Regions from separate parts of the Cyclopterus lumpus genome. Here region 2 is linked to region 1. The links are chromatin contacts, called in public Hi-C maps. All regions are on one chromosome and are shown on one strand. The core of a region is the stretch at or near the end of the contact, and the rest is flanking DNA. Distances in the headings are between cores, read along the strand shown. Region 1 holds the start of tbx2b (T-box transcription factor TBX2b). Region 2 holds the start of bcas3 (breast carcinoma-amplified sequence 3).

The links. Hi-C and Micro-C count contacts between places; a contact is called where the count stands out from the background.
Region 2: a Hi-C map of muscle shows a contact between it and region 1, with 5 times the contacts expected there. The contact joins the promoter of bcas3 here to the promoter of tbx2b in region 1. A contact is called at or near these places in 2 of 2 Hi-C or Micro-C datasets (both in muscle).

What each region holds. Positions count from the first base shown.
Region 1 is chr25:308,178-311,058 of fCycLum1.pri, forward strand. tbx2b (T-box transcription factor TBX2b) reads right to left here and starts at 1,285. Exons shown (of 7, transcript XM_034529093.1): 1 at 818-1,285; 2 at 1-55. The coding sequence starts at 1,176.
Region 2 is chr25:622,144-625,060 of fCycLum1.pri, forward strand. bcas3 (breast carcinoma-amplified sequence 3) reads right to left here and starts at 1,557. Exons shown (of 24, transcript XM_034528788.1): 1 at 1,450-1,557.

The DNA of each region.
Region 1 (2,881 bases), core at 35-2,534:
TTTGGCTTTTTTATCGAGGCCGTTTATTCTCACTTTGAACGGAGGGAACATCCTCCTGCAGAGGGGGAACACACAGGTGAGCACGCCGGTTCCACCACAACACACCTGACACGAGACGCGCTGAAGGCGGCGAGGACGCAGCTACACGCCGCTCCGACAAGAGGAAATATTCTAATTATTATTCTCCAGCAAAACCATCGCGCGCGTGTGTGTGTGTGTGTGTGTGTGTGTGTGTGTGTTAGGGGGTCTCTGTCTGTCTGCCTGTGTGTGTATATGTATGTGTGTGTTGTCCAAACCCCACGCTACACATCTGAGCAGTACATTTATGACCACACCACTTCACGTCCCTGCTTTTGGAAGTGTGACAGCCTGTTTATAAAACCCAGAAGAACAGAATGCAGGACGAAAAGTATAATGAAGAATAATGTACTGTGATCAGTCTTTAAATATATTGGAAATATTTTCTAAATTAATTTACGTTTTTATTAATTTTACTTATTTTGAAAAAAGAAAGAAAATGAAGCCGGTTTAAATCCTAAATAAAAACACAGTTATGGGGCTGAACCTTAATATAAAACATGTTATTTAGTGTGTAATGCGAGGTAAACATGGCATGTTCGTGCATTATTGTCTAAGGCTTTTTATCATATTTGTATTAATTGTTTAACAGGTTAATAATCGTGGGAGAAATAAAAAGCGAATAGCAAAGGCCTGACACACACGCACTATTTAGCAACGTGAATAAATGGCATCAATAAAGATAAAGGGCCGTTTTAAAAAATAAGAAATAATGTAGTCTCGGTATATCCATTCTTACCTTCCGGACTTGGTAATAACCATCTCCGTCCCGAGTTTATGAAATTGGTCCCAAAGATCCTTGGCTTCCAATATAACTTTGGGGTCGTCGTCCACTTCCTCCTCGGGCTCAAGGCTCTTCATGCTGCGGAGATGAGCCGCCTGATGGTGGCTCAGGGCCGGGTGGAGCCCAGCCTCCGCCGCCCCGGCCAGGCCGTGGTCCGTAAGGGGCTTGGTGAGCGCTCCGGGAGGCATGCTGAGCGCCGGGAAGAAGGAAGGCTGCGCGGCCGCTAGAAAGGCGGACATTGGGAAGTCGGTCGCCCGGTGTGCGTGGAAAGGGTGATAAGCCATTGCAGTCCCTGTGAAAACTGGATCTCTCATCGGTGCATCCACAAAAACCGAAGTGAAATAATGGATATTTGAGTGGTAATCCCCCCCAAACCCAGAGCCCGAGTATAGGTCCGCGCTTCGCGAGCACTTAATTTGTGTAAAGCGGCGCAGGACGGGACGGCGCGTTGCGGAGCGCACGGCGCGTTGTCGGGCTGGAGGAAATAACCCCGAGTTGCTGTTGATGTGTCTTCCTCTGGCTCCTCCGCCGAGTCCCTCAGTAGGAGCGCTGCTGTGAAGGCAGAGCCCGGTGCGCTGTGTGCCTCAGAGAAATAAGCTGTTTCCCTGCTTCAGTCATCCCACACTGACTGGAGAGATGTGGCCCCGTTCACTGCAGATCTGTGACTATCTCACATGTCCTTCCTGCCTCCATCCCCAACACTAATGAACCAAGCCCCTTTGATTGCTGATTTTACGCTTTCTGGACCAATTGTGGGCCCCTATAGGCGTGGTTCTGACAGCTCCGGTCAGATTCTAGGAGAGGAGGGGGGCAAGAAGGTGTCGGAAGCATTAGCAGTAAGAAAACATGTCAACAGAATAAAATATTAACCAATGACAGGAAAGATCGGGAAATCCCACCCCCATTTCCAAGCCAAACGCCGGGTCAGCCCTCAGTTCTTGGCCGGTGGAGGCATCGTCTTTCTCGGCTTGCGTTTTTACAACGTCGCCTCCGGAGAAACCAGCCCATCCACAGTCACAGTAATACCACCTCAATACAGAGGACCCGCTCCAGTTGTCCACGTCCACCACTGCCTCTTAGAACAACTCCCTCCAGGAGGCTCACTCCACTCTGCACTCCGGAGAGCGTTATTTCCAAGAGCTGCTCCCTCCACGGCTCTATAAGAACCGCCGTGTACTTATTCATGTTACCGGCTGTTTTCACGCTTATGCGGGATTTGCCTCACACTAGCCCGGGCTATCCGCGCTAGCTGTGTGCACTCTGGCTCCAGGCTCACGCAGCCCTGGCTTCCCCATTTATCTGGCCGTGTATCCTGATCGGGCTGACGGGGAAGGCAGCGACGGTCGCAGGCAGCGGCGTAATAAAAGAGCCGGGCTGGAAAAGACAGATGCTGCGCGGAGGAGAAGAAACCAGATGAATGGTGGTGGTGGTGGTGGTGGTGGGGAGGAGTGCATTTTGAGAGACAAAGTCAGAGAGAAGGAACAGCGGTGAGTTCTCACTTCGATACAAACTTCCTTGTCTAGACGCAAATAAAGTGGCATTATTTGGAGTTAAATTGTTTATTTATTTTTAATGAGGATACATGTCATTATTGTCCGTCATGTTGCTGGACGGCGTGGGGATGTGTGTGTTCTTGTTGTTGCAATGAGATGATTTAGTGCTCGGTCTCCGGGCTCAGGGCAGGCCGTGTAATCTCCGACAGGTTGTATTTTGTCAAACCAAGGACCCCCCCCCCCCCCTCCCCCCCCGAGCTCCTTTAGAGAGAAAAGAAGAAACAGCCCCGGCGCCGCGGCTCTTGATTAACTTGGACTCGGGTTGTTAAAGAGCCGAGAACCATCTCTTGTCTCTTTATATTGACCCTCAAGTCGTGCACGCGGAGCCCCCCCGGGCCCCTGAGCAGCCTCATCTGCGGCTCCGCTCCACGGCCCGGTGTCAGTTGTGAATTGATTTATTTCTTTATTTCTTCAAATCATTGTGGACAATACAGAGAGGGCCGTGTTGCGGGGCTGGGAGGGCCGT
Region 2 (2,917 bases), core at 307-2,806, 310 kb after region 1:
ATCCAGACCATCCATATGCATTCAGCAGTTTGGCATTTCTAATATTGTGTCCACATTATTAGTGAGGGTTGACAAATAGAAACTCCCCTCAAAACCTCATTCTTAGGAGTGATGTTGAAATGTCCCACCAAGCCGTCTCACAACTCAATCCCTCCAACAAGACCATGAGGACTCTGGTGTATCTAAGTGAGGGGTCAGCCCGCTATCGGTGCTCCGCGATGTTCAGAGCCCGACTGCAGACAGGGAGGGACTGAAACCAGCCTTCCTACATAGAGCATCTGAGGTCCCCCTTAGGATCAGGGCCAGGAGCCCCGGCACTGAGGGGAGCTCCAAGTAAAAAGGGTGGCTCCTCAGCATTATACGGTGAGCATTGAGGTGTTCCAACATGTGATAAAGATGCCTCCAGGTCATGACTGCTGCAGCATAACAGGCAGGTCAATGGTGAACAGGAGACCTTTGAGTCCACCCTGGACATGCTGGTGGACTTCTAGTGCACAGCTATCATGAGAGCACCTACGGGTGCCATGGATGAGCTGAAGGAGGAACACGTCTGCTGCCACCTTGAACCCAACACAGGCGAGTGGATCATTGGTGAATGCAGGTTGTGGTGACATCAACAGAACCAAAGCTTCAGAGTCAGACCGTGCAGCCACGTGCCATCAGGAACTCCACGGGGACTAATGTGACCGGTCAGACGGCAGATCTGATGCCCTCACCTGCAGGTCTGATGCCCTCACCTGCAGGTCTGATGCCCTCACCTGCAGGTCTTGATGCCCTCACCTGCAGGTCTGATGCCCTCACCTGCAGGTCTTGATGCCCTCACCTGCAGGTCTTGATGCCCTCACCTGCAGGTCTTGATGCCCTCACCTGCAGGTCTTGATGCCCTCACCTGCAGGTCTTGATGCCCTCACCTGCAGGTCTTGATGCCCTGGAGCCACCTGGTGAAGCAACTCTCGTTCCAGTGGACTGTTCTTCAGATAAGTAGCATTACGTGCCTCGGGGATAACAAGTTCACTCGCGGTGGATGGACCGTGTCCCGGTGAATGGACCGTGTCCCGGTGAATGGACCGTGTCCCGGTAAATGGACCGTGTCCCGAGACGTTACCACCCCGACCACCGCTCATGCAGCCAGCAGGGCAGAGGGGCTCCTTTAAGAGAGGATCCCCTCTGCCCCTCTCAGCCTCGGCTGTCTTGAACATCTGTTCTGCAGGCTCGCGACAGAAGCGACGAGGAGGGCCAGCGCGAGCCAGCACGTGGAACGACTGCCGGGTGCGCGCGATACAACCACCTGCTAACGCGTAACGTTAATTAACTTCGATGGGGGACCCCGCAGCTAACTCAGCTAGCGTTAGCATTACCGTGTGGTGATAACAACGACGCCGCCGGAGCAAGAGAAGCGTCTGTCACGTGTCAGTGGCTCACTGGTGCCAAGCGGCTGCAGTTACGCACCGAGCTGGAGAACGTGGACCTGGTCCTCGCCTGTGGACTCGTGTGGTGGTCCGAGGAGCTCGTCACAACAACGTCAAAACACACACAGTCTGGCTTTGCGGAACTGTGTGTGTGTGCGATAGCCAATCGGAGGACAGGAACGGTTTGGTAAGCCCAATCAGGCAACAGCCAGGGCGGGGCTAAGGCACGCGTCATATATTAGAAACGATACACTTGACAAAATAAAAGCTGAATCTGAAGGAGAAGAAACCATTTCAGTAACAACGAATCATTCAATGGAGCTGCAACACAAGTATGTGATGTTGACTGGCTCAACATGAATGGACACTATTTGTATAAAGGTCACGGAGAACACTGTTAAAGGGACATAAGTGACCGGTTTGTGAAAAAATAGATATCTATGGGTTAGAACTGACTCACTTTTAGAACTTTAGTGGAAAGGGGTTTATAGAGGAGCTCATTCATTTGTCAGGAAATTAATCATGTCAAAGACAAGTTATCCTTTCATTTATGTATCTTTAAATCTGAGCTTTACGGTTTATGTTAGACAAAAAAAGCGTGGTAATAGATGCCCTTTACATGCAAAGTGCCCTTTCAAAATAAACTTCCGTCTTGACAGGAAGTTAGGTGCTGAGCTGCAGAAGGAGGACTCCTCGGTGCACAGTTACATCAACACGGCAACCGCACAGGCCTTGAAGACTTAATCTATGAACTCTGCCATCTTTGATACCATGCTGAGTTTGTACATGTCACGCCGGGCAGGTCTTCATCTCCGGTCCCCCTCCTGTGTCTTCAAGCTTTATCAGACTGCTGAATATTCACACCTGGTTGTCATCATTCTGTGCCAAGTACAACATGGGCTGTTTTATTGATCTATTGCAGTCGTTTCAGATGACCCAACATGTAAAGGAGCCAGAAACATGTTCAGAATCAGAAGCTCTCTCAGAAAAACAGACTCATGCACACATTTGACATGATCAGGTTGGATTCCCGCAACTGTGTTCATGGTATCTGTAACCAGGTATCTTCTGACTTCTTCTAATTACTCCGAAACCTTTTTTGGTCACCTGTTGCTTTCAGAATCCTACTTCTGGTTCACAATGGACTTGTTCTGGCTCCCCAGTACATCTCCACCACGCTGCCAGTTTGTAACACTAGCAGATGTCTCTCTTTGAAGGTGGAAATCTCCTCAGATTTGCCCAGAGCACCTCCTAAGTCTCAGTATTTATGCACCTCAAGAATGGAACTGAACTGTATTTGTACAGTACGTTTGTTTGTATGTATGCACGTATAGATGTCTGTGTTTATTTACACATTTTAGTTGCTTTCATTGTTGCTTTATTTGCTTCTTGTACCAGTAGGTCGCTCTTTCGCCTACGCCGACTTGGTCTTACGCAATGGCAGAGCTCACAGACTGCCAGTCTTTCCTGCCCTCACCATATCAGAAGCCTTTTGTCCATCTTTATTC